2 separate regions of the Triticum aestivum genome follow, and region 2 is linked to region 1. Evidence: chromatin contacts called from public Hi-C data. All regions are on one chromosome and are shown on one strand. Each heading gives the region's core, a stretch centred on a gene start, on an enhancer-like site or on the middle of the called end of the contact. The rest is flanking DNA. Distances are from core to core; before and after follow the strand shown.

Region 1 (6,968 bases), core at 2,033-4,532:
TCACATCATTCTCCTAATAATGTGATCCCGTTATTAATAACATCTAATGTTCATGGTCAGAAAACCATGACCATCTGTTGATCAACGAGCTAGTCAACTAGAGGCTCACTAGGGACATGTTGTGGTCTATGTATTCACACATGTATTGCGGTTTCCGGTCAATTCAATTAAAGCATGAATAATAGACAATTATCATGAACAAGAAAATACAATAATAACCATTTTATTATTGCCTCTAGGGCATATTTCCAACATGAACATCTGGTTATCTCATTGAATTTGAACTATTGTTCAACTAGATATATTTGCATGCTATTTATGGATGAATTGTGCTATGTTCTATCTGAACTTTGATGAATTCCATCGTGTTTCAGGAAAATCTTTCGGTGTTGAAACCGTTTTGAAATGTATGCGACCACGTTTGGATGGTTTGTTCCCGCAGCAGTGTCCATGAACTGGTCCCCACTGGTCCGCGGACGGATGTGGTGTCTGGTACGGGGTCAACCTTGGAGATGCCCTAACGTCTTGGTTTGGGTTGTGTGGGCGGCGTTGCCACTCATTAGAAGTAATCTCTCCCACATTCGATCCCCGTCCCTATGGTGGGTCATGCGACGTCACATGGGCATGTGGAGGTGTGTTTCCGTCAAATCATGCGAGATTCGGCCGGTGCTGGTTTTTGGTGGATTTGTTTGCATCTGATCTTCGCTTGCCTTCGTTTGGCTGCTTACAAGTTTGATTCTTCCGATTTACAACTATCTTCATTGTTGATGGTTGTTGTTCTGTTGTCCTGGTCTTGTGGGCATGACGACTTCCTTATTGCTTATTGCAACAAGATTTACCACACTCCAATGAGGGATGGGCGATGACGTTGACATGCTTTCGGCTCGATCGTGTGATTGTAGTTGTCGCTAGATAGTCCATGGCCCTGGTTGTAATTTCTATGATCTTCTTTGTACCATCATGATTGATTATAAATAGATCGGAAGTTTCTTCGAGAAAAAAGCCTAAAGTATGCACAACTTGAATTGATGGTACACATAGCATAATGATCGCTGGCAGCACATTAATTGGGGATAACATTGGCACCAATAATAGGTTTCAAAACTGTACCATCGTTTATCCCAACATCTACACGGTCTACCTTAGAAAAAACGTGATGTTTTTCCATAGGCTTTTCCCCAACGTGACTGGCCTCCAATACATCGAATAAGTGTGAGTGGACAGACGGGCGTGACCGCCATTGGAATGTTCTCGCTTCCGTAAGTGGTATAGTACCTGAGCGCTCTAGAACCACACGACCCCTTGATGCCTCAAGAGCGAGAGACACATGTCTGGGCACACAAAGATAAGAAGAGAGGGAGGATGAAGATCATTACTGGCTAGTCATGTCCACCAGCTACAAGAAAACTGGCATCTGCCCAAGAAAAAGTAACCGAATGATAAGTTCAATCAGAGTCATTTGAGGTCATGGCTCTTGTTCTTTTTTTCTGAGCAGCAAGAGCTCATTTTCATATACAAGAAGATAATCAACTACATAGTTAAGGATTCCCTAAAAAAAACTAGATAGCTAAGGAAAAATCGCCAGTAACCGACTAGTATGACTTTTATTTTCCAGCTAATATAACATCGACCTTAGTTAAGTGCATTGAAGTATTGTTATTTTGGCAAATAAAAGTAAATGATAGTATAAAGTTACGGTCAACGTTTGCAAAACAGGGCCAAAGGCAACGGATCGAATAGCTTCCGGTCACAAGAGAGTATACTATTGGCCCAGAGAAGAATCTAGCCATAAGTTTTCATGTGACCACTTTTCCTCCAAAATATATATAGCATATCATTGTCATAAAACAATTTCCGGTCGACGGCGAATCTTCACCTCCCCGATTAAACAAGGCCAAATCGGCACTGTATTTATCTTGACAAGTCATGCGTTGATCCTTTTGTTTGTTCCGCCTTATCATCATGACCATAATTGATTATACAACTCAGGGGAGATCGGGCGTGGCCGTTATTTTAAGAGCTGCTACATGTAGGTACGGCGGTGTTCGTGTTGGGAAAAGCCAGCCATAGATAGATTGATTAACAATCATGCCAACGATTGCTTTGGCAGTGATAAACAAAGCGGAAGCCGGAGATTTCCGGGCTATCAGCTAGCATGAAGATTGCATAATGACAGCGATTCTGTCCGGCGATGGCGACCCTCAGATTCTTTCCATTATATTTCGGTGAGAGGGACATGGTGGCTTTGACGCCGCAGAGCTGTTGGTTTAGCTGCCTGTACAAGGTATTGATGTGGCAGATCTGAACCCTCTCCCCCACCAAACCATCATTTCTTCTATTATCACCTTCACATGTTTTCACTAACAGCAGCAGAATTTTCAGATAGGACAAAACAGGCCTGTCCTGCTTACTATTTCCTCTGTTCACTAAAGTAGTGATCTATACGCTCTTGTATTTCCTTACGGAGGGAGTACTATCTTTATTAAATCATCAAAAATAGAAGCAAAGGATACTAATTTTGTCTTGTGACCAAGCATTTTGTTTTGGTTTGATGCTGTTTAGTATTCCCTAGTTCTCATCTTGTACTAATTGCTAATAATAACTTTGGATTCTTGGCTTTTTGAAGGAGGGCCTAGATCACCGAGATAGAAGTAGCTTTCTGAATTTATATTCTGTCTGCTCTAGGATAGTAGTTATTGGTGGGCACAGCATCTGCAGATTCGTCTAGAAAATCTAACTCGTGAAAAGCAGCTCGCAAATTCCCTGGAGTTAGGCAGGCCCAAAGTAACACGCACAAGTGATCTATCAGTAGTAGCAGCTAAGCTAGGTCCGGTCAAACTGCGGCCACCACTATCTTTCTTTCACCACTGCTGCTTAGGTTCTGCTGATGGAATCATCAATAATAAACTAGAGCAGACATGCTTGCTTTGTGATGCCAAGAAAGTAACATTCCCTTGCTAATCCCGTCTAGTTTAATCCAAAGGCTGGCGCCCCTCTAGAGGAGAGGATAAAAAGTTGACTGGGAGCTAAGCATTGCCTAGCACTCAAGCCACTCTTATTACTAGTGTAGTTGGCAATTGTTAATTACTAGTCACCATCATGGCAAGCAGCTGAAAGCTCTTTCATGGACTGCCCAGGCTTTGCTGCTACCTGCTGCTTGCTTGTTTGTTTGTTCTTCTCAGACTTCCAAGTGGTCCAGATGTGGGTGGTGATGTACTGATGTGAACAGTGACAGCACTTGGTGGTGGGATTTGAATTAGCTCTCACTTACTTGTGCACATCTGCACTTGCTGAGTTTAACTAAAGCAGTGACAGAGATGGCTATAAATCAATCTGGGATGTGGTACACTACAGAGATGGTGAATTCTGGGCTCCAGACGTTGATTAGTCGACTGACCAATGGACATGACTGGAGTGGGTTTTGCTCAACTGTCTTGTTGTGGCCAGTCTTCTGGCATGACAGCATCACCTTTGGATGTTTGTTGCTGACTCAAGTTCCCAACCACAATCAGAACCAGATAGATAACAACTCCATTTCCCAGACAGTGAACCGCTTTTATTCCCTCATGGAACCAGGGGGTAACAGTGGCGCCAAGATCAATCCCAACCCACTCACAAAAGGCCCCAAGGATGTATCCAAGCTGCAAATCCTTGTGCCGCTGTTTCAACAGGAGATGAACTCAGCTCAGCTGGGAAAGGGGAAATAGATAGCTTCCAAGACCAAGAGTCCAAGAGAGAGAACAGCTATTATAGACAGTAAGATATGGTTGCATCACATCAAGGCACATGCTTAGATGTCAACTGGATTTTAGTAAGTACTAGTCCAGCCTGGGCGTTTTTGTGCATCAGAAACCAGAAGATCATATGTTTATTATCACTAACGCCCATTTGATTTCGGCCTATATTAGTACTAGTACAGTTGGTGTCAGGGAAACTTTCTAATGCTGCGTGTCAGCATGTGTGGCGTCAGAGAGCGCACATCCTGATCCAGCTGCTTAGTGGTGTACTGCTGTACTGTTTGTTGTAAGGTCATGCTCCTATTGTCGGTCCAGGATATATATATTCTCCTGGACGGACGCTAATCAACTACTAGTAGCGTTAGAAGAAGAATACTCTAATCACCGTGCCATGCCTCCTCCGTTGGCAGGTTAGCGACCTACCTGCAGCCTGCAGGTTGAAGGAATGGAGAGATAGGGTCGTCACTTGGGCAGGCAGTCCGAAGGAAAAATGATTTCAGAGTGGAAATTCAGTTACTTCTAGGTTCTAGCTCAGTGTGGTTAGCTACATCGGAACAACTCTGCTTGACTAATTCTGTATAATATACTACTATGTGGAGTTCACTTCCATACGGAGGGAGTACATATGTAGCAGGACAGAAGGAAGGTTCAGAGGATCTGGAGGGCGGAGCGCATGCATCCATCATCGTCGCACCCACCCACGCACCAAGATCTTGGAGTAGATCAGGACGTATGCAAACACAGACAAGAGATGCTTCTTGCTGGGGATACATGAACCGGGAGATGCTGCCATTGCATATCTTATTTGGCCCCAGCTCCTCAATCAACACCTATTTTATTGTTCAAGGATCAAGATCTCTCTCACACACACACAAACACACTGTATGATTAGTTAGTGGCTAATTTAATTTGTTTACAACGAACGAATATGTACACACACACTGATACACCTATCCACGAGGCGGGGAGATAAGTTATACTAGTACGGGGCCCCAATCATGGCTGCCATTCCATTGGTGCAGCCGAGAGAATCTGATTGCGTTTTAAAATGCGCGCCACTTGGTGGCAGTGAGCTCATGCCCTAATGCGATCACGGGGGGAGGTGACTAATCTAATCCTGTAGATATGGGCTCAAACTGTTTTTATATGCGTGGGATGTAGAGAATGTGGTGGGGCTGGTTGAGGTTGAGCTTGAGGTCCGCCCCGAATGTGCTGTATCGTAGGTACACTGGATTCTGGTCTGGGGGGCAGAGCTCGGTTGCAGTTTACTATGTGAGCTTTTTTCTTTCTCTTTTTTGAGACAAGAGACATGAGATTTTCTTAGGGAATGGTGCGAGTGGTTTAGAAAAATACTGCCCGAGTTCAAATATGGCTGGGCTGCGAGAGAGTACTAGACGCACAGGGCAGCGTCTGAATGGGCCTGGCATATTTCCTGGCCCCCCTGGTTTACCAGTTTTCATTGGTTTCTCCATGGTTTTCCTCTGCTATGTTTGTTATTTGTTTTTTAGGTGTGTTTTTGGTTTCTGCCGGTTTTTGATTTTTTGTGTGTTTATTAGACATTTTGTTTTTAGGCTTGAATATTTTTCTGGTAGTATAATGAAATGTATATTTATACATGTATTGTTTCAGAAATGATTGGTAATATTTGATGGTCACACTTAATTCTACTCCCTCCGTCCAAAATACTCGTTGCCATTTTAGTTCATATTTGAACTAAAACCACGACAAGTATTTTGGAACGGAGGGACTGCGGAATAAGTCCAAGCAAATTGTTATGATCAACAAGTCAAAATAGCAAATGAAAATATAAACAAAAAGTCAACAAGAGGACAAGAAGCAAAGGGACCCAAGCCATAAGGAGCCAATACCCACTTCAATGACACTTGTAATAAAGACACCGTTAACAACGATGACATAGAGCTCAACACCATCGAGTCAGGCCCAGAAAATGGTCCCTCAAATCACAAGGGGTTGAAAAACACGAGCCAAATGCAAAGTGTATCAACCCCGGTTCGGTCTAGGGGGAGCACCTATTCCCCGACCCATGCGGGGGACAGGGTGCAAACGCGTTCACAATGGCGAGCCAAGGGGGGGCAAGCCGGGGCCAGCCCCCCTCCCCCCAAGGATCGAGCTATATACTTGGAGACGTACATGCAACGAGCCCATAATCGCACGTACAACGTAGTTGCCCCCCCCCCCTAATCTCAAGCTATTAATGTGCACTTTACAAAAAGAAGAGAAAAAAGCCCATAGTAAAAGTCCATTAGCGGCCAGTTGACAATGTAACCTCCGATCTAGTCTCCTGGACTCCGTTCTTTCGTCCGTAATTAGCTTGTACGAGGGTAGAGATTAGGCGCTGCTGCCGCTGCTGCCGTGTGCCCTTGCCGCCGGTCTAACTCTGATCCCCTACTGCCTACTCTGCTTCTCACAATCTGATTCATACGGCGAGTTGGAGACGCAACATACTTCACTAGTTCAGCCAACAAACTAGCAGGTTAGCACATCACAGTATACTAATTTCTCTTGATTTTCATCTCATATCAGTTTTGAAATTATACATTAGATCTAGTTGTTTTATTTCGGGATTTGAGATGCTATCAAGAATTCATATCTTGTACGCATCCTAGAAATTTTCGGGATGCAGATGATCTTGTATGAGTTCCTTTTTGTGGTGTAAAAACTTCTTATGTCAACTATATGAGTATAGAATTAAGAAATTAAAATTCCTCAACTATGAAGAGAAAAGACGCTGACAAACATCATTAAGATTAATTCGTTCTCTAAGCTGGTTGCTTCTGAAACTGAGATTCCTGTCTTATGAGGAGTAAAAACGTACCAAACGTTGCGGAAAAAAAAGCTGCCAAACACCATTAAGATTAATTTGTTTTCTAAGCCGGTTGCTTCGAATTGTCAAATTGTTAATGAAACTGATGTGCAAGTGCTCAACCTTGTTCTCGATAATCATCTTTTGTACTGGATTTTTTTATCCATACTTGGTTTGGCCCCCCCTATACCCAAATCCTGGCTCCGCCCCCGCGCGTTCACACGCTCCCCTCCCCCCTCCTAAACACCATGCGCGGTTTTGGGCCGACTAATATGCGGGGCGGGTGCCCCGTTATTTCTTCATTTTTATTTTTATTTTTGTTTTGGTTTTAGTTTTTTTTCTTTAAAAATGTTCTGTATTTCAAAAAATCATTTGAATTTTGAAAAAAAGGTTAAAGATTGAAAGAT
Region 2 (6,968 bases), core at 1,520-4,019, 160 kb before region 1:
TTAATGCCAGGTCACGCCCCTAACAGCAACACGAACCCCGCCCCTCCGTCCTCGGAAAATCAATGCCGCAGCGGCTCCCCCAATCCATCCACATATCTTTCTTCGGACTCGTCAACGCCAATACAGATCAGATCAGATCAGATACACTCCTGCCTGCGCTACATACTCCTAGATGGCTACGGGGAATGTGGTTGAGCAAATCACATGACATCGTAGTACTCTCTGATCGTCACTGGCAAGTCAGCGAGTGTTTGAGAATTCAGATCCATGTTACCACACGAGCTCTAACCTGCCCTGATAAATTACCACTGCCAAGTTGCTCAGATGATCAGGTGTACACTGCCAGCTTAGGAATTCATGATCTACGCCTGGTGGTGAACAGTGTGACGCCTTCATGCATTGGGAGATGAGGCCATGTCGCAGGACAGGAAAATACTGTACCAGTAGTACTATTGATTTGAACATACTCCCAATTAAGCATCACTGTCCTCGCACAATTCAACAAGGTTTTCAGTTTTAATTTATTTTGTTATTATTGGCGCTACAAGAAACAAGAAGCTTTTAGAAGGGAAAAGAGAAAATTTACAAATGATTACTACACTACTACCATAAGAAACTCCAATTTGAGTTGCTCTGATCATGATCCTAGAAGCAGCAGAATGTAAGAGCAACTAGTGCAACCTTCCTTTGCTACACATGTTCATCCTCTGATGCCCAAAGGACGAGGAGCTATATTGTCATCATGCCGGTACAAACAAACTTAATTCTCAAACTTATTCACCTCCAACCTCAGGGTGGGTGGGTCCTTGATATTATTCAATCCTGCCTATATCATCTCTACTCAACTCACCTATGCAATCTGCAATGGTAGATGATTGCATCACTTGTTTGGAGGGATCACAGCTCACATGCAGATGGTTGCATCACTCAAGGACCAAGTGTCAGTCGCCGAGATGAGCAGAGCAGACTGGCCCCTGGATCCTCCGCGCAATTCGCAAGGATTGAATTTTACTCAGAGAACCAACGGCATGAATGAAAGTACTAGCAGGCAGCAAATTTTCACAACTTTTTTACCGTCTAAAATAATTGTCTCTAGGGCTAAGCTTTATGTCATCAACAGCAAAGAACAAGGAGAGAACGGGACAGCAATGACAAATATCCGCAACACAAGAACAGAACAGAAGCACTGGCGAAGAGAGAGATAGATAGAAAATATGGATGGATTGGATGGGTGGCGGAGCGCTAATTCCCAAGAATTCTTGGCCTCTATGATATGACGATGTGGTGAATCTTGCTGGGATTCTATGCCGATCTGTGGGAAGTAGCGGCGGCGGCAGAGGGGAAAACGAATTTTATATACCCGAGGAGGACGGACGGACGGACGGATGCCCCTCCGCCATTCGATGCCGGTCACCGTCGATGTCGACACTCAGTGCTCGCCGGAAGTCGGGAACAGCGTCAGCTCCCGGCGCCCGCCGCCGCCGCCGCCGCCGCGGGACCCGAGCTCCAGCTCCTCGGCGAAAGACGACGGCGCCATCATCCCCATCGCGGCCCCGCCGCCGACCATGCGGTGGTGCATCCCGGGCGGGCCGACTGGCGCGCCGCTGGCCACGGCGCGGCTCAGGAACCCGTGGTCGAAGCCGCCGCCTGGCCCGGCGCCGTAGTGGCCGAGCGGGCGCGCGGCGGGGTGGTGGAAGTGGGCGATCTGCTGCGGGTGGTGGTGATGGTGGTGCGCGGCGGGGTGGGCGGGCATGGCGGCGTATGGAGTGTAAGGGTCGGCGACGGCCGGGCCGCGGCCGGGCGGGAGGAACGGGGAGGGCCCGGTGGCGAAGAGGTGCTCGGTGGCCGCGTCGGTCCCGGAGCCGGAGGAGTGGCTGCCTCCCCCGCCGCCGCCGCCGTTGCCGAGCCCCTGCATGCGCTTGAGGTAGAGGCGGTACTTCTGGAGGTGGGACGCGACGTTCTCGCGCGTGAGGCCGTCCACGCTCATCAGCTGCATTATGGTCTTGGGCACGGCGTTCTTGATGCCGAGGTGCGCCACGGCGTCGACGAACCGCTTGTGCAGCTGCGGCGTCCACACGAGGCGCGGCCGCTTGAGGGTCCTGGCCGGCTCCTCCCCGTTGCCGCCGCCGTTTCCGCCGCTGGAGCCGGCGGCCGACGACGCGCCGCCGTTCATCTCCTGGCCGCCCGCGCCGTCAGCGCCGCCGCTGAGCGGGCCGCCCCCGCCGTGCGTGGGGATGTCGAAGGCGGCGGCGAGATCGCGGGTGATGAGCGACTGCGAGAGCGGCATGAGCTCGTCCGGCGCCGGCAGGTCCTCGTCGAAGCGCGCGAACCAGCTTGGCTCCTCCTCCTCCCTCATCCTCCCAAGCCCGGAGCAGAGCAATTCGCCGGCTTGGCCGCAGTCCTCCGCTGGCAGCAGCAAGCGAGAGAGCACGGGAGGAGGGCGTGGGGAGGAAGGAGAGGATGGGGAGGAGGGAGGGGGTTACTTCGAGGTGGATCTCTCTTCTTCTAAGCTTTCGTCTCTCTCTCTCCTCTCTCACTCGTTTGGGTCTTTCTTTCTGCCCGCTGCTGCGGCTGCTGCTGTGATATCCCCCTCTTTTCTCTCTCCCCCCCTATCTATCAACAATCTGCTCACACCTTTTCCGCCCCTTCCCCCTCTCTCTCTCTCTAGGATGGACGCTAGGCCGATGATGAGTGAGGAGGAGAGTATCTCACGAGTTCGGGAGTGGTGCGGTGTAGTTCAACTAGTGGGCTGCCCCGCCCTGCCCTGCCCTGCCTCTGTCTGGCTTTAAAGCTATTTTTGTGTTATCCCTGGTTGCTTTGTTTGTTTGCTCGCTTGTTGGTCCTGCCTTCACACTCAATTATGTGTGATTCTCCTCCCCCTTTCCCATCTCCTCCTACATATCCTAGATAAATACGAGTAATAAAGAGAAAATGAAAAAGATAAGTCGGGAGATTTCGTTTTCCCGGGATTTCCGGGGCACGTATCTACACATGCATCACACACAGGATGACAAAACAAAAACATTGGACTGGAAAAGGACGAGACGGGACGAGACGACGGGGAGATATCTTCTTAGCTGGAGTTTGGTTTGTCCTCATGTGGACATGTCGCTCGCCTCGTCTCGCCGGATCACACCCAACCGAACGGAACCAGGGAGCGGGAGTGGTGGGGAGGGGGAATCTCGTGTGGCTCGTGTGCCCTCGGGGTCGATCGAGGTGGATATCTCTCGCGTCCCGCGTTGCCTGGATGGATGGACGGACGGACGGAGGACGGATCGATCGTGTGGACCGACTGGATCTATCTACGCAAGGGGTGGGGGTGGGGGGGGGGGGGGGGGGGGGGCTGGATCTCGTACGTGCTCCCACCTAGCTGCTGCTGCTGCTACTGCCGCAGGTACAGCCGTTCAGCATCTAGGAATGTAGCAGTAGTAGGATTTGGTTGAGTGAATCTCATGTTGCTGTTCCGGTTAAAAGTTACTCCCTCCGTAAATTAATATAAAAATGTTTAGATCACTATGATATTATATTAGTTTATAGAGGAAGTACTTAGAGGGTGTTTGTTTCCAGGGACTTATTGGCTTTAGGGACTTAAAAAAGTCCCTATAAGTCCCATTTAAACCAAACAGGAGGGATTTATAGGGACTTATAGTGGGCATTTGGGACTTATGAAATAAGACTCTCAAGGAGGGACTTATAGTTGTAATATGGTCTTATAGGGACTTATAAGTCCCAGGAATCAAACAGGTAGGGACTTTTTAGGGACTTGAGATTTATAAGTTGGGACTAAAAAAGTCTTAGGACTTATGAACCAAACAGGGCTTAAAAAATCGTATTCACTCGATTTGATTGTGATTGGACCGGTCAAAGGCTCCTTGCATTCTCACCGTTTGTTTCTATGGGTACTATAAAATCCACCAATCTCGCTTTCAATCAAGAAACGGCTGTCCCCGGCTATTGGGTCATGGGACTACTTTTAGTCATGGGTGATCCAAACATGGCCTATTGGGTCTACTCTCGCAGCTTCTTTTTTCTTTCTGCACAGAAAAGGGAAGTGGTAATAGTACTAATAATTGAGAAAAGGCAGGATTCAATTTGGATTTGTTCTCGACCGTGGCAATTAAGCCGGGGACAGCCGTTTTACTGCAATTGATTGGTGCTGTTATCCAAGTCTTACGACTAATAATGGTTCAGAATATTTAGTACTTACCTCCGTCCAAAAATATTTAGAGGGTGCTTGGATACGTTTTAGTCCCATGACTAAAAGTAGTGGGACTAAAACTTGCTAGCCTCACCCATGCTTGGATCCAAATACTAAAGAAACTAAAATCAAGTTATTGAGCATTTATTATCCTACAAACCCTCCAATCCAGAACTCGCATATGTTAAAGGAGAGGAATTAAATGAGGAGAGAGAGGGCTAATACATATTTTAGTAGGTTTCCTATGAGTACAATTTTTTAGCCTCAAGACTAGTTCTAGCCTCTCTTTAGTCAGGGGTGCTTGGAACTTTAGCCTCTAAAAGAGACTATTTTTACTCAGACTAAAAATAGTCCCTTGGATCCAAACACCCTCTTAACGGAGAAATAGAGGTATCTAGACGTATTTAAGTTATCGATACATTTATTTTTATATATTTCTGCAGCAAGTAATTTCGGAAGGAGCCTTTACTACTCTTCTACGGTGCATTACTCTTATCCACTGATGACAAAAATTAGATCTATACCTAAAACAAAACATAACGTGTATCTTACAGGGAGGTGTGGCATTAATTTATACAGTACCATATTTGAGTTCGGTTACACAATACAATTCCTAACAAAATTACCACTGCAGGCTAATTTTGTTTGTAGGATCTAAAAAATCATGATAATAAAAGATAGAATTTTGATTTTAAAGAAATGGGTTGCAAGACATAAAGAATGCTCTACCCACCCCGATTTGCGTGGAATCTTCTGCATTTTTTATCAAGCAAAAGAAGTGCCTAGTCCAATTTATTCAGGACAAGAGGGTTTTTTTTTGCGAGGGAAGAGGTTTTGTTGTTGTTAATACTAAGAAAATCCACCTCGATACAATAGCTCGAATTAGGACAAAATTATTTTCGTGCGGCCCCTTGTACTACTTATTTCTACTCTCTAGATTAATTGTCATCATGCAGTTGGATTTTTCTATTTTTATTTTTTGCAACGGCCACTCAGACTCCTTATCCTCTAGTGCCATCATAGCTTTGTCCTTTACCATAACAGCTTACGCGATCCTCATTATCCATGGAGTAGTTTTATTACCGTTTTATGGTCTGATATGGTTGTAGTAGAACAAAGCAAACATTCATTACTACGCGAATGTAGATCACTAGATTTCTACACGGATGTAGTTTCTAAATATATATTTTTTATCACATATAATACATATTTAGATAGTTACTAGTAAAAGGGCCCGTGCGTTGCAACGTGAGAAAGAAATACCACACGCTCTTAATTTACAAAAAATGGTCTATAATCTGAGTATTTGTAGCTACGGCCTAAACAAAAATGGTATTTGCCAACAAAAGCGCAATTTCAAGATTCCACATGTCTTCTATTTAAACATGGCTTGCATCTAGATTTAATACGTACGAAGAAACGGGCAAGGTGATGTTCAATTTCGTCTCTAATCCTGATTTTGCCGGGAACAGTACCAATATGAAAGAAAGACGGATAATGCACTGTTGATTAAGGTTGCATCCTAGATAGTGTTTTTTTTAAATGTTTAACAGGTAAAATAACATCATATTTAGATTCTATATATTTTTCTAATCAAATTCCATATATAACATGTTAAATTTGGAGTTATGGTTTAGAAGATATGAGTATTTAAAAAAAACATTTGATATGTATAGCGGGTTTAATATTAGAAACATGACGGAGTTTTCTATAAAATAGTATGACGGACTAAGAATATCTATTTCTTTTATTAGTAGGTACAGAAATCGTCGACCTAGAACTACGTGAATGACTTATTCACCAAAACGGAGGTAGTACATTGCATGCAAAATACTATTCTAAACGCTTTTATATTAGTTTACGGAGGGAGTAGTTCGTAGGAAAAAATCCCACCGCATCAGTACAAATCAAACAAACCTTTAAAAATTTGTATTTATTCACCAAAATATTTTGAATGAAAAGGTCCTAATTTTAGACATATTAAAATGAGGAATAATAGTGAACTGAGGGTAGCTTGGACCCACCAGTGTTCAAATCCTAAACTTGACATTGATGGTCGCATTTTCTAGAGTTATTTCAGGCCTTTCAACGATGTACATTCAGTGAGATGTATAAGTGTCTGCGTCCATAACGTGTTCAAACAATAATAATATGAAAAATGGGGAATAATATCTTGTACAGAGTGGACCAGGACTAACAAGAACAGTCGACGCGTCAACTGCAAGTGCAAATTGAGAGCCATATATATAGAAGCAAACATATCAGTTCCCTTTTTCTGAAATTGTCTGTTTCTAGCAATTGCTACTCCATGGAATATTTCACTGCCGTAGGGTAGCCCATGGAATATCTGAGCAACTTTATCCCAGTAGCACTTTTCCACTTAACCCTGCAGCCCCCTCCTTTTCACAAAACATTGGCCTCGGTGAAAAAGAGGCAGGCATGCTCTCGGGGGAAAGAAGAGGACCAGCAACCAAATCAGCTCCTAATCATTGTCTGCTGGGGAGAAAGAGAACAGGATGTGGATTTGAAGGTTAAATCCCATGATCCCTGGGAGGCAAAAACGCCAGGGAAAGAGGAAATGCGGATCAGATCAGATCAGATCAGCGGCATGCGCTGTGTGCTGCCCAGTTCATGCTCCACTCGATCTTGCCCCTATAGTCGCCGCTTCCCCACCAATCCATCACTCAAAGCTGAGCACGCGCCAGGAACCCAAGTACACGCATGATCATGATGTGTGGCCCAGTAATCCTCAAACTGCGACAACCCTATT

Evidence for each region. A called contact is a pair of places that touch in the nucleus more often than the background predicts.
Region 2: a contact with region 1 is called in a Hi-C map of leaf, with 5 times the contacts expected there. The contact joins the promoter of LOC123132713 here to the enhancer-like site in region 1. A contact is called at or near these places in 2 of 5 Hi-C or Micro-C datasets (both in leaf) and 1 of 1 datasets of contacts at active chromatin or transcription factors (leaf).

The regions. Positions count from the first base shown.
Region 1 is chr1B:478,681,580-478,688,547 of IWGSC CS RefSeq v2.1, reverse strand. No RefSeq gene overlaps it. Among protein-coding and RNA genes, the nearest start is that of LOC123132713, 160 kb to the left of the region's middle. Within about 2 kb of position 3,282, at least 1 of the 8 cell types and tissues checked has an H3K27ac peak or open chromatin away from gene starts, as enhancers often do. A contact at or near this core is called in leaf, where this site is marked.
Region 2 is chr1B:478,839,459-478,846,426 of IWGSC CS RefSeq v2.1, reverse strand. LOC123132713 (transcription factor MYBC1) reads right to left here and starts at 2,769. Exons shown (of 1, transcript XM_044552535.1): 1 at 493-2,769. The coding sequence starts at 2,356. The coding sequence ends at 1,430.